Regions from separate parts of the Mus musculus genome. Here region 2 is linked to region 1. A link is a contact called in public promoter capture Hi-C data. All regions are on one chromosome and are shown on one strand. The core of a region is the stretch at or near the end of the contact, and the rest is flanking DNA. Distances in the headings are between cores, read along the strand shown.

What was found. Promoter capture Hi-C pulls out the DNA fragments that hold promoters and counts their contacts.
Region 2: a contact with region 1 is called in a promoter capture Hi-C map of liver, with 2.9 times the contacts expected there. The contact joins two enhancer-like sites. A contact is called at or near these places in 1 of 39 promoter capture datasets (liver) and 1 of 115 datasets of contacts at active chromatin or transcription factors (pancreatic cancer cells).

Annotation. Positions count from the first base shown.
Region 1 is chr4:46,496,328-46,503,030 of GRCm38.p6, reverse strand. Nans (N-acetylneuraminic acid synthase (sialic acid synthase)) reads right to left here. Exons shown (of 6, transcript NM_053179.3): 3 at 3,889-3,988; 4 at 2,811-2,965; 5 at 2,052-2,318; 6 at 1-596. The coding sequence ends at 387. Among named protein-coding and RNA genes, the nearest start is that of Gm22247, 4.5 kb to the right of the region's middle. Within about 2 kb of position 4,245, at least 7 of the 459 cell types and tissues checked have an H3K27ac peak or open chromatin away from gene starts, as enhancers often do. A contact at or near this core is called in liver, where this site is marked.
Region 2 is chr4:47,290,635-47,297,337 of GRCm38.p6, reverse strand. Col15a1 (collagen, type XV, alpha 1) reads right to left here. Exons shown (of 40, transcript NM_009928.3): 25 at 4,965-5,018; 26 at 4,809-4,868; 27 at 4,090-4,158; 28 at 3,931-3,972; 29 at 1,215-1,260. Gm52732 (a long non-coding RNA gene) reads left to right here. Exons shown (of 3, transcript XR_003955396.1): 3 at 950-3,582. Among named protein-coding and RNA genes, the nearest start is that of Gm52732, 9.2 kb to the left of the region's middle. Within about 2 kb of position 2,992, at least 146 of the 459 cell types and tissues checked have an H3K27ac peak or open chromatin away from gene starts, as enhancers often do. A contact at or near this core is called in liver, where this site is marked.

The sequences.
Region 1 (6,703 bases), core at 2,996-5,495:
CTCTGTCCCTGCCTTCGCTCACAGAGTTGGGAGAGCTTGTCTCTGCCCACAGGGGCTCAGGCAGAGTCTAATGCCCACCGTTCGGTGCTCTATGAGGAGCTGAGAGCTCAGGTCCCTGGAGTTGCTTTGTAGAGTGGGAAGTTGAAGGCTGAAGATGTCAACAGAGCCACACAGAGACCCTAAAGGAGCTGCATGTGCTCTGGGCCACCTTCTCTGGCTGGACGCTCCGAAGCACAACAGCCTCGTTGGCTCCTCCTTCCCAATGGGCTAGACACAGGTGGCCACTGCGACAGGGTGGCCTGGAGACTGACATTCCTGCCCCTCTGCACCCAACACACTGGACAGCAGCAGCAGGGTGGCTGACAAGCCGCAGTGGCACTTTTATTTTAAGCCTTGATTTTCTTGCTGTGACTTTCCACGGATTCTTCCATGACCGTGTCATCTTCTTCGATAGTGACCAGCACCTTTTTGCCCGCTAGGTTGAAGATGTCTTCAGGAGGATAGCCTTTGGGCTCCCCCACCTTCACAGTGAGCATGTCCAGGGTCAGGGTGGTGCCTGCTGGGATTTTCACTTTGGCTACCACAGACTTGCCGAGCTGTAGACGAAGGAAGCTCGGTCAGTGTCAGATCCTAGAAAAAAAAATAACTCCTGCACACCAGCCGTCCCTGTACTGGGACCCCACAGCAGGTCCCATTTACCCTCACCCCAGTACCCAGAGCAGCACCTCATAGAAAAAAAAAAAGACCCAGCCGAAGTCAGGGGACTTCACAGACCAAGAGGAGAGGCCTTTCCAGTAAGCCAGCATATTGGAAAGGGCTCAGGCTCAGATAGATCCAGGCTCAGTACCTGTTGGCCTGGGATGCTATGCTTTGGTTTCCCTGTTAAAAGGTGCTGGCACCTTGTCAGAATATTAGCAAAATGTGAGAGAGAGTGCTCACAACATACGACAGCTGTGATCACTCTTGTCACTGTCTAGCTAACATCTAATGGGACACTTAGGTCAAAGAAGGAAGGAAGCTTGGTCAAGCTGCCGATAACTCAGATGAGAACCTAAGAGGACACCAACCCTGCTGCCACCATGTTCTATAAAATAAGGTCATGGAGGGCTCACGAGCAATGAGGGTGACTGGTATTCAAATGACAAGGGGCGCTCAGGAAGAGAACAGACCAGGGTGGGGCGGGTGGGGGGGGTGGCAGGCGCGGAGGCCAGGAGCTGTCTGAAGCTCCCAACCAGTGCCTCTGCCGCCCTGTAAATACTCTGCAGCAGCATCTGCAGCTTACACACGAGAGCCTCGAGGTCTAATTCTGCGTGGACTTAGCACCAGGAAAGGCTGTGGCCCTTGCTATGTTTCACTTCACCCTCTGCTCTGAGCACTACCCTTCACGCCCAACTCCTAGAACTTGCACACTGGTTTCCTGCACAACTCTCTCCACTTCATTTGCAAGGCTGTTAGATTCTTTTACTGCTAACTCCCCAGTATGTGTGCAGCTGTAATTTAGGGAGGTAGTAGGTAGTCTCCCCTGGAATAAAAGATGACAGTGTTCTTCATGTATACCTAGTGTCTGGTCTCTGCCCGACCCATATAACTGCAGGCGAGGAGTCTTGCACACGGCTGTCCTGCGACTCCTGGCTCTAAACTCAGAAGGGCAGAAAGGTCTGGGCCATAGCTTTCAAGAAGCCAGGAAGCATGCCTCAGCCTCGCCACCCCTGCCCAGCAGCCCTGCGATGATGCCTGTGGCCAACCCTGTGCCCCAGGCATGCACACTCCACGTGACCCAGGCTTGACCATCTCACGACTTCACATCCAGAATCCTAGGGCCACGGGCTTCAGAGCCTTAGTGGAAAAGCTAATGCGACCAGAGGTGGCTGACACGCCCGAACTCCTCTTATGGAACACATTTCCCTGCCACCCATGTAGTCTGGTGAAGCTCAGAAGGATGAGTAGACACTCCTTCACCAGCTTATCTATCAGACCCACACAGGTCATCCTGAGCAAGTGTGTCGCCCCTGCCTCAGGAGAGCGAGGCTGGGCGGTCAGGCAGCACCCACCTTCTCATTGCAGGCCATCTCACAGGGCAGCAGCTGCTTGGTTGGGGAGCCCAGGGCCCGCTCCACCAGGCGCACAGACCGCACCAGCTCTGCCAGCTCCCCAGGCTCCAGCGAGGCTGAGTGGTCACTCCCCTTCCAGGTCTTGTCCAACGTTATGTGACGTTCCAACACCTTGGCCCCCAGAGCCACGGCGGCCACAGATATGGCGATGCCCGTCTCGTGCCCGGAATACCCGATGGGAATGTCGGGAAAGAGCTTCTGGTATTCCTGTGTGAGAGAAGAGGGAAGTGGCTGCCCTTCTGGGCTTCACACGCAGTACCCCATCCCAGCCCGTCAGAGCAGAGCCGCCACGGGAGAGACAGTAAGGCACTCTGACCAATCCTTTATGAGACGAGAAAAAGTCTCTCATTGAGGGCGGCTGGGAATGCAGGAAGAGCACCCACTGTACTCGCTAGTTTTATGTCAGCTCGACATAAGGGCTGCAGTAATCAGAAGAGGAAGGACCCTCAATTGAGAAAATGTCTCCATAAGACCTGACTGCGGGACATTTCCTTAATTAGTGATTGCGGGAGGGATCAGCCCATTGTGGACGGTGCCACCCGTGGGCTGGTGGTCCCGGGGTCTATAAGAAAGGCTAGGGCTAGGGATGTAGCTCAGTGGTAGAGCTGGGCTAGCGTGCCATGCCTGGGGCTCAGTCCCCAGCACTGTGAGTGAACAAGCAGTCAAGGCTCCGCTGTCTCAAGGGAGCTGGGCGCTCACCGAGATGACGCGCAGGTTGGCATCCTCGGGCTGTAGTGGGTACGCGCTGGTGCATTGGAGGAAGCAGAAGTTGGGATTCAGCGGCTTCACGATCTGATAGACTTGCTTCATGGTGTCCATTGACTGCATCCCGCTGGAGATCACCATAGGACGACCTGGAGAACCCGGCACCTTCTTCACAGGGGCTCAGACTCTTCCCCCACCCACATCTAAGACACCGCACCAAGACTGAGGAGGAGATACACTGTCCTCGGCACCATGCTTCAGCGAAGGGAAGCACACCAAGGACCTCAACCCTGAGGGGAAGAGAGGCATCTCTGCTAATCAAGAGGCTGCCCAGGACAGACGAGCTTCATCTCTTCCTACAAATCTCAAGTCTGAAACACTCGAAATTCTGGATCATTCCTAGCCCCAAGCCTTGTGGACTAGAGATACGCAGCCTGCAGTATGGTGATTCGCCAGTGCAAGAGCACAACTGAGAGAGGCCAAGAGCTACCAGCCCTGTTGCTGGCCTGCACAGAGCCCCGTCCTTACAGCTTCTGATACCTTGCCCATGAGATAAGTACAGAATATCCCAGTAATACGACCTGCTTCCATCCCAGGTTTGAAATGAGGGAAGGGAAATTCACACGGGGGAATCCATTTAGTGTCGTGTGGAGACGTTAGGGAAGAGATTCCTGCACTGGCCAGGGATGTGGCTCCATGGTGGTACTCATACAGGTGCCCGGGGCATTGGGTTCAGTCCCTAGCACTGTCCCAAAACGAAAGGGTAGAAGCAGGTTTCTAAGATGGGTCTCCAAAGCTGGGTGTGGTGGTGCACATCTTTAATCTCAGCACCCGAGAGGCAGAGACAGGCAGATCTCTAGGAGTTTGAGGCCAACCTGGGCTACACAGCAAGTTCCATGCCAGTCAGACTACATAGAGAGACCCTGTCTCAAAACAAAACAAAACAAAAACAAAAACCCAAAAACCCAAAAACAACAGAAACAGTGGAGTACCCATAAGCGCTATTACCGTGAGCAGCCACTAGGGGGCAGAAACACAAAGCTTGGGGTCTGGTTTTAGGAAAGACGCTTACCTTTCTTGGCTGTCTTTTCCAGGTAGGGAAAATTGTTAGTGTCCCCAGATCCAACTTTGAAAAAGGGAACATTCAGTTCGTGCAGAAACTCAACTGCCATCTACAAAAAATCAGAGGGAATACCTTTCACTATTGGTCAGAACTCTGTCCTTGTGGTATAGGACAGAGGAAGCTGGCGCAGACCAGAGAATGCATCATTCTATGTCTGCACACCCATCTGTCCAGGGAACACTCAGGGCTTGTTCCGGCCATCAGTTGCTACAAGAATCTGTGAAGGAAACACTACCTCTGGCCAGACTGTTCTTTCCCCCAAAGACTTGTAAACAAAAGCAAAAGGGCTGTGACCTACGCATGACCCAGAGCCAGGCAGAAAGAGTGACCAGCCCTCAAAGGTCAACAACCAGAAAGAAGACACTGACTCCTACCAGGAGAGGCAAATGGAGCAATCTGTGTCCTGGTTTGACCTGCTCATCAGCAGCTGGCCTGTTCAGACCTTGAACTGTGGGGCCTGCAAGAAAGCCAACCAGCCGCCATTCAGACTCAATGAACCCTATAATGTAGGATGCAACCAGAAGACTCAGGAGGCTGGGAGCTGTCAGCAAATGGTTCCAGGACAATCTTGGGGGGAGATGGACAAGTACTTCTCTGGCCTGTGTGAGGCCCTGGGTTTGATCCCTAGCACCACACACACACACACACACACACACACACACACACGCACACACACACCACCCAAAAGTAAAATCTCATATTCTGTTATCCTGTTAAATTGCAAGAACTAATAAGGGTGGATTCTCTTATGAGTTCAAAACCAGCCTGGTCTTACACAGCAAGTTTCGGGTCAGCAAGGATGACATAATAAGAACTTGTCTCAAAAAAGAAAACAAGAGCTAGAGAATGGCTCGGGGGTTAAGGACACTGGCTGCTCTTCCAGAGGACCCAGGTTTGATTCCCATCATGCACGTGGAGGCTCACAACCACCTGTAACTCCAGTTCTAGGAGACCCGATTCCTTCCCTCTTCTGGCCTTCCAGGGTATCAGGCATTCAAATGGTACACAGACATATTTGTAGGCAAAACATCCATACCCATAAATAAAAATAAATTATGTTTTTTAAAAAACTTGAAAAATGAAAAAAGACATTTTTAAACTAGCCCACGGCCACAGACCTCCATTCACCTTCCTGGCAGGTTTAGAACCTCTAGCAGACAAAGTGTGGGCTCAGGAGACAGACTAAGCAAGCGCAGGTAAGGACGCCTAGTGCAGAAAAAAAAATCTCAAAGATTTACCTACAGGGACTATGAAATATGAAATGGAATTCTATCATCTTCTAGTTATTATTTTTTTAAACTGCTAGGAGGAAGGAGTGCACCTCATTTTGCAATCCCCCTGGGGAACTATCGACATCTAGTGGCCATTTTGAGAACTGCCCCTTTGGTTCATCACCCTGGCAAGGAGCAAACCTGCCACCTTTAGGTTAGGACCAGCTGGCTTCCTCTAACCTGCCCTACTGCTGTGAGACCCCTCCCCTGGCACAAGCCATACAGCCCTATCACCTCCTCTTTTCAGTTTGCCTTAAAGTAATTCAATCAATTAATAGCTCCCCAGACGGTGACTGGGTTCAGTGACAGAACAGGACACTCCCAGTAGACTAGTGCTGAGGGAACTTTGACCAGCTCACTGCTCCTTAGGACATAAACCTCTCTGGTCTTAAAGCCAGGTCTATCAACCTGATTTGACTGAGGATTGCTTTTCTTCGCTTTCTGAGACAGGCTCTTATTCTATGTTGGCCTGAAACTTGCTATGTAGCCTACACTGGCCTCCAATTCTTGATTCTCCTGCCTCAGTCTCAGTCACAGGCATGTACCATTGTGCCAGGCTGACTGACTCAGAACTGTTTAAACTTTATTAAGAGGAGACAGTAGGCATGCCTTTGAACCAGCACTCCAAAGGCAGAGGCAGGTAGATGGAGTGTGAGGCCAGCCTGATCACAGGGAGTTCCAGAACACCCAGTGCTGCAGAGAGACCCTGCCTCAAAAATAAATACATAAATAAAATAAGAACAGGCAGTGTGCGCTCACAGAACCTTTCTTCTGTGTGTATACTGAGAGAAGCTGTAGTCCAAAAAGGAGTTACTGAAAGAGGAAGGTTAGGGCTTCTCTTTCTTCAAACAACACCACCATACGTAGGCCAGGCTAGCCTCAAATTGCCTTTCGAATAGCCCTGCTTTGAGTGCTGGGGTTACAGGCATGGTCAGCCACACTGGGAAACTGGGGCTTTTCTAAAGCCCTTTCGGCTGGGGAATCACACCGGAGAGGAAAGAGAAGCCCGTGGTGACGATAGGGTGTGGGTGCAGGGGTGAGTGACCACTGGGGAACTGCACCAAAAATTCCTGGAAAAAAAAAAAAGGTATGTCTGGGGACTCCAGAGATGGCTCAGCAGTTAAGAGCACTGACCGCTCTTCCAGAGGTTCTGAGTTCAAGTCCCAGCAACCACATGGTGGCTCACAATCATCTATAACGGGATCCAATGACCTCTTCTGGTGTGTCTGAAGACAGAGACAGTGTACTCACGTAAAATAAATAAATAAATCCTTTAAAGAAAAAAGGTATAGAGTCTGGCTGTGAACAAAAACGAGGAGGAGGAAGAGGAGGAAGAAGAGGAAGAAAACAACTTCTGGAAGACCTATCTGCAGTACTGTGGGGAGACTGGAATTTTGTAGGTTCAGGAACCAATGACCTTTATCTTGGCCTAGTTTTAGCCTTCCGGTACAGCCATGCCTTGCCCTCTTTGTATCTGAACAGCTCATGGCAAT
Region 2 (6,703 bases), core at 1,743-4,242, 800 kb before region 1:
TAGGGACACCAGGTGACACAGCCAAGCTGCAGGGGATTGCAGATAAAGACTTTCCCTTATTTATGCTGTATTTCAATTCTGTGACCAAAAGCCAGACATTGTGTGACAAAGTATGGAGGTCAAAGAGGATTACAGGCCTGTCCCTCTTTGGTGTGTTCTTCACACACACACACACACACACACACACATACACACACACACACACACACACACACACACACACACACACACACACACACACTCAGAGAGAGAGAGAGAGAGAGAGAGAGAGAGAGAGAGAGAGAGAGAGGTTGAACAAGGTTTCTCACAAGCTCTACCAGGAGGTTAGGACCAGGCAGGTTCCAATGGATTAATGTAAGACAGATGCTGACATTGAACTTATGATCCTCTTGGCTCAGCCTCTTGAGTAGTGGGGTTATAACTATGCATCACTGTGTCTTGCCTTGCCCTCTCCTCACAGCACTGTGGACCAAACCTAAGGACTCACACATGCTAGGGGAGTGCTCTGCCACAGAGCTACACTCTGGCCTAGGGTCCTGCCTTTCAAACATGCTTCCCTGAGACGTTTCCATGGACACACTAGGCAAGGGTCTTCTAAGTACTCATGGTGTTTTCTTGGAATAGCTCTCTCTCTCTCTCTCTCTCTCTCCCTCTCTCTCTCTCTCTCTCTCTCTGTATGAGTGTATATGCGTGTATGTGTATGTGTCTGTGTGAGTATATACAGGTGCAATACCCATGCATGCAAATGTATGTGAAGACTAGAGGATGCCCTTGGCTGTCATTCCCCCAATGTTGTCCACCAAGCCCAGTTATTGTTTATGATGATGATGATGATGATGATGGATGTGGGTTCTGGGGATTGAACGCAGAAACTCAGGCCTTGCCTTCTTCAGCTGAGACATCCTTCCTGTCCTATAATTAGTTTTCCTGTCACTTGAACTATTTTAAGGACTAAGGAGGCAGGAACATCAAGGGACAGCACCAAGCAGGCGTCCATGACTGTCTTCTGAACAGATCAGCAAAGGAATGAACAGAGGGAGCGCTTCCCGCTACCCGGGATGCACCAGGTCCATGAGGAAAGCAGACAGAGGTATGTCCCACAGCTCAGCTGCCACCCCTCCCCCATGCCCCGTTAGCCCCTCCTGACCACCTCATCCATGGCCAGCACTAGGTCAGGAATGTCCCTGAGAAACCATGAAGAAAAGAGTGTGTACCGTGGAAAGTGACAAGCTCTGGGTCGCCAGGGTGAGCGGTACCAACCTGGGGAGAGAGAAAGGCCCAGTCAGACATGGGAAGCCCTGCCCCAGCATTTGTCCTGGGGACAAATCGCAGAGGATGAAATGACACTGGCCAGGCTTCTATTTGGCTTTGGAATACTCCTCAGTACCCTCAACACAGACTTCTCAGGCCTTCATTTGGGAAACCCATGATGTAGCTGGCCTCGAGCACACAGCATTGAGATTTCTGGCCAAAAATCTAAGCAGAAGGGAAACACAAGGCTTCCAGACTGCATTCGTGAGTGCAGCCAATGCTGAGTGTCTTGGCCTCCTTTCTTATCAATTAGGATTGGCTCACATGTGAGGCCAAGTGTCCAAGCCAGCTCTGAGCAAGTTCTGAAGCTGGGCCAATCGTCTGCTTTGCTACTGAGTGTAATCAGAGACAGGCATAAGGCACAGGTCAGGCAGCAGTGGCAGTGACAAATAGCAGGGTTGTCATTAGATTGGAGGGGCTTTTATGGACTCTTCATTAGGTGACAGGGGTCTGGAATCCAAGCAGTTCTGGATAACACTGTTCAACTGTCTTAGCTTCATTCCTTGTTACTGTGATTGGAAACCCTAGCGAAAGCAACTTGTGGGAGAAAGGGTTTATTTGGTTTACAACTCCAGGTTACAGTCCATCACTGCTGTGAAGTCAAGGCAGCACTGCATGGAAGCAGTTAGTCACATTAAATCCACAGTCAAGAGCAGAGAGCAATGAATTAATGTATGCACGTGAATGTCAGCTCACTTTCTCCACTCTTAGGCAGCTTAGAATCTCTTGCCTAGGGTATGGTGTCTAGTATAGTGGGCAGGTTTTCCTGTCTTGGCTTAGGTAATCTAGATAATTCCAGGCCAACCTGATCTAGACAACTCCTTATTGAGACTCTTTTCTCGGCCAATTTGATTTGTTCTATGTTGACAATTAAAGGTAACCATCTCACTCTGCCTCCATCTTTCCCCAGAAGATGCTCCACCTAGATCTGGGATCTTTCTGTGCTTGTAAGTGGGGATTGCAAGCTGCTTAGGGGTCATCATGAAAAGATATTGGGAAGAGGAAGGAACCTTCCAGAAAGAAAATCTAAGGACGACCTTTACAAGTGGTTAAGCAAGGTGGTAGGAGTATATAAACTGTCATGATGTTAAACTGATGAAACTGGAAGATGCTTGCGAAGTGCTGGGTGTGTTTCTGTTTGATAATGTCTACTTTGAGGGCCTCGTAGGAAACACCCATGCCTCCAAACGCTACGGTGTCCCAGTATGCCACAGGAAATTAAAACAAGACAAAACACGTTGAGCCTGGCATTGAGTTTAAGTCACTCCATAACTGCCCCACCATCCCCCGAGTGTAGATACCACACAGGGTTCCACTACAGGTTGTACAACTGCAGTATCATTCCCACAACAGTCTAAAGTTTGTGGTCTTCTGTCTCATACTTGGTGTGTTGGGATTGTTTGTGGGAGGTAGTAAGGAGGTGGGGCTCTGTGTTGAGAGGAGGGACCTTGAGCTCTGGGAAACAGTGGGACCTAGGCAGCCTCTGCCCTTGTATGAGGAGATGCAGTGTTTTCTTGGGGTATCTCCAGAAGCTGCACTTGCAGCAGATGCCTCGCTACAGTTATCTGGATAAACACGCCCTTGGTGCTGCTGTTGGGCTCACTTGGAGCTTCAGCCCTGTCCCCTGGGGGATCCCGCGCTCTGCCTTCCAGGCTAGCATGCTTGGACCGTGGGCTGCCCACATGGACGCCTCAAAGGTCAGATTTGGACATAGGCCTAGGCCAATACACAGCCAGCCGGCCTGCATCAGTTAGAGGCATCAGCGACCAGCAGCATTCCCATTCCCACGGGAATCAGTATAAGCCCACTTCAAAGAATATTTTGAAATGATCATCTGCAAACTCCAGAAAGCAGAGACCACGTCTGTCTAGGTCATTCCTGTGTTCCCCCCGGGGCCTAGCAAGAGTCCTTGGCACTGGGGAGAGCTCAGTAAATATTTACTGAAAGAATGAGAGAATGATTGCGCACAGATCCATGACTCATGCCTTGTCCCCGTGTTTCCTCACAGAAATAAATGTCTCCCTATGATACTGGCAAAATCCTACAGACGGTACTGCCAACTGCCTGGGGGAGGGGGAGGCTGGGCAAGGATCACAGTGCCTGCACCTGCTTCCTGGTCACCAGGAGATCTGAGCTGTGGTCCCAGCTGCCCCATGCTCCGTGACCTTGGGCTAACCAAAGAGCTTCTGTGGGTAGCTGTCTTCCCATGATAACTGGGAGAGATAACGCTTGCCTCTTGGGTAACTCAATCTTTGAGGAGGATGGAACTGAGTAGTTACAAATTTTAACCCCCAGTTCCCAGCTCAGAGGCCACGAGTTCCGGTCACTTCTTTTAGTTAAGAAGGAGTCTATTTTGCAATTTTATGCTTCTTCCGCCCCTGAGGCCAAATGTTTGTTTTACTAATAGACGACTCACTGTTAAAATAAGCCAGTGTGTGGTATTTCATTACCAGGGTCTATTATCTAGAAACTTCTAGATCTTTAAGGGCCTATATGTAGATAGATGATATCAGAGAGTAGACATACAGGAATGGAAAAGTGCCCAAGGCAAGATGGATCCGTTTCCTAAAACAGGCACTGGTACTTAGCCTGCTGCATGAAGACATGAGAGTTACTTACTGGTGTTTTGCAGTGTGGCCGGGCAGGTATTGGAAAAACAGCCTGTGGAAAGAGAATATGAGGGGTGAAGGCATCAGGAAACCTAGCACCAGCTGAGGCCAATCTGGTGCTCACTGCAGGGTCCCCAGGAAAGCTTCTCCCAACCCCATCCTAACTTACGCCTTTGATGTTAACCACAGCTCCAGGGGGCCCTGGGGGCCCTGGGGGTCCAGGTAGGCCAGGTGGACCCTGAAGGAAGAAAAGAAAAGCCGCTGCTGTGTTTAAGGATGTGGGAGGCAGCTACAGCATTTGCTACACACTCTGAGCTGGAAGCTGGGAGGGAGTAGCTTCCAGAGCACTCCCTCATCTGGGGCATACTGAAAAGGGTTGGTAAAGCATGCGGGAGACAGCTGGACAGCTATGCCGTCCTGGCTGACACCCACAAATAATGAGGCCCAGAGAAGGGATACAACCTGCTCAGAGCCACACAGCAGCTCACAGAGAACTGAAATTGGAACCCAGATTCTGGTTCCCGGAGCAATGCTCCGTTAAGATCTGCATTCCTGGGCCGTGTGTGGGAGCAAGGAGGGGGGACACAGGATGCATAGAACCCCTTTTCTTTCCTTCTCCTTTCTGTCTGGTGTCTGCATTGGGGAGACTGACACTCTTCAGCATGGGAATGGTCTAGGTGGGACACAGGACCCTCCTGAGAGTGAGATGGGGGGGAGCGGGGCTGAGTGTGTGCACCTCTGGAAGCAATGGAGGAAGAAAGAAAGCTTCCCTGAGCACACATTCTGCAGGCCCCACTCATTGAACTTCGAGGTACTGGACACTCTAACAGGATCTCGTCTGCACTGCAGCCCCAGGGCATGAGGTGCAGAAGTAGCCATGGTACTCACAGGCAGCGTGACCCCTCGATCTCCTTTGGCACCCTTGAGGCCATTCAGTCCTGGGCGACCCTGAGATACACACAAGATGCCTTAGTGAGCTCTTGCTGTGGGTCAGCTTTGCCACCACATGCCCCATCTTTTAGTCTGGGGAACACTGATACCTACAGGTCGTCCTGGGAGGCCAAACTCTCCTTTGTGTCCTGGTGGTCCTTTGGGTCCCTAGAAGCAAAACAAGCACCAGGCTAGCAAATGCCCGAAACTCAGAGTCCAGAGATAGGGGAGTGCTGGGACTGCTCTTGTAGGGAGAGCAGCAGGGACAGGATGAAGGGACATTGGCAATGGCCCTGGAGTACCCGCCTGCCCGGTTCCTGGTCTCCTGCCTCTCCTCACCTAGAAGCATTTGCTCAGATTTTCAGATCTCCCAACTTTTCTAAAGGCTACACAGCCAGGACCACCTCAGTCAGAACGGAAGAAAGAGCAAGAAGCCAGCAGCTTCGTGCCTCACGTGCCCAGGTGCTCACATGCTAGGCTGGCACAGAACATGGAGCTTTGCATTGGTCATTCATTCCAGGGTCCCCATGTCCTCTATTCTGAATCAGCTCTGCTCCTCCCTGTGCCAGTGTGCCCAAGAACAGGCTGGAGGATGGTAGTCTGCCCCACCCCCACCCATCTTGAAGCCCAGCCTCAGAACAATGCCTCGGTCCTCCTGTAGAGTCCCTGACCCACAGACCCTTCTCCAGTGATGGTTTTCTGGGTCCACACACTTCTTAAGTCACTGCCCTGATCCAAGCTCCTGGCAGGAATCACCTTGTCTACTGGAGCCTGAGGAATAGCAGCTATAATCATGTGCCCCTCTGCCCACCGCCATTACTATAGATAGCATGCCCTAAAAGATGCATTAAGAGAGGGTCAGCATGAAAAAAATCTCTGATATATATTACTCTCAGGGAAGTGAAAAGCAAAAGTAGAGGGAGTTTTCAGGGCATGGGTGGGCCACTTGGTAGGTGGTTCTCTGGAACATTCCCCACGTGCGCATGTACATGGAGTGTCCTGGGTCTCATGAAAGTGCAGATGAAGAGTGTCTGCGCTAGTATATGGGCCAGGGCCTGCCATTCTGCATTGTTACTAAGCTCCCAGGTGATGCTGGGGGGATGCTGATCCACAGACCACACTTTGAGTAACAAGCCTTAGCATTTTTGTAAAAGAGTCATAAGCTACACTGGTCTCTAGGGCCATAGTTAGCCCAGATGGAAGCATTATGCAAATTAAAAGGTGCCCTTATTGCCTGTGTTTGGCAAGCTGTGCACAAGCTGGCCTTCAGTGGGACACCCGCCATAGCCATCTGGAGCCTCCTGCTGGCCCCACTACTAACTGTTTGCATTTCCCATAGAACTGGAGGTTACTGAGTGGTTAACCAGTTGGGAACAAGACTCTCCCATCTGCCTTCACTCTCAGCCCATGTAGTCTATATTTGGTCTTTTCTGCCTGACTTCAGGGACTCAAAAGCCTCAGAAGGTTTCCTGAAGGATGTGCTTGGAACACATAGGCGTTCACTCACGTGCAAACCTTTCTCCCCGGGCCTGAGGTCCAGCTTCAGTCAAACAGATGCCATGTGAACTTTGACACTCACTGTGCTTCAATAGATAGATAGATAGATAGATAGATAGATAGATAGATAGATAGATAGATAGCAGCTTATCTCTCGGAGGTTGTGTGGAGGGGTGGAGGTGGGGGAGGGAGTCCCACCAGATACAGGGCATGGCAGGTTGGCCTCAAGTCTCCCACTTTCTTATGCATTACTTATCTTCTTTGAACCCCTGTGTCCTTGTCTATAGACTTGGGGGAGGGTCATGTGATTACACCAGAGGACTGTGAGGCTGAAAAGAGATGTCCCTTAGGAAGCT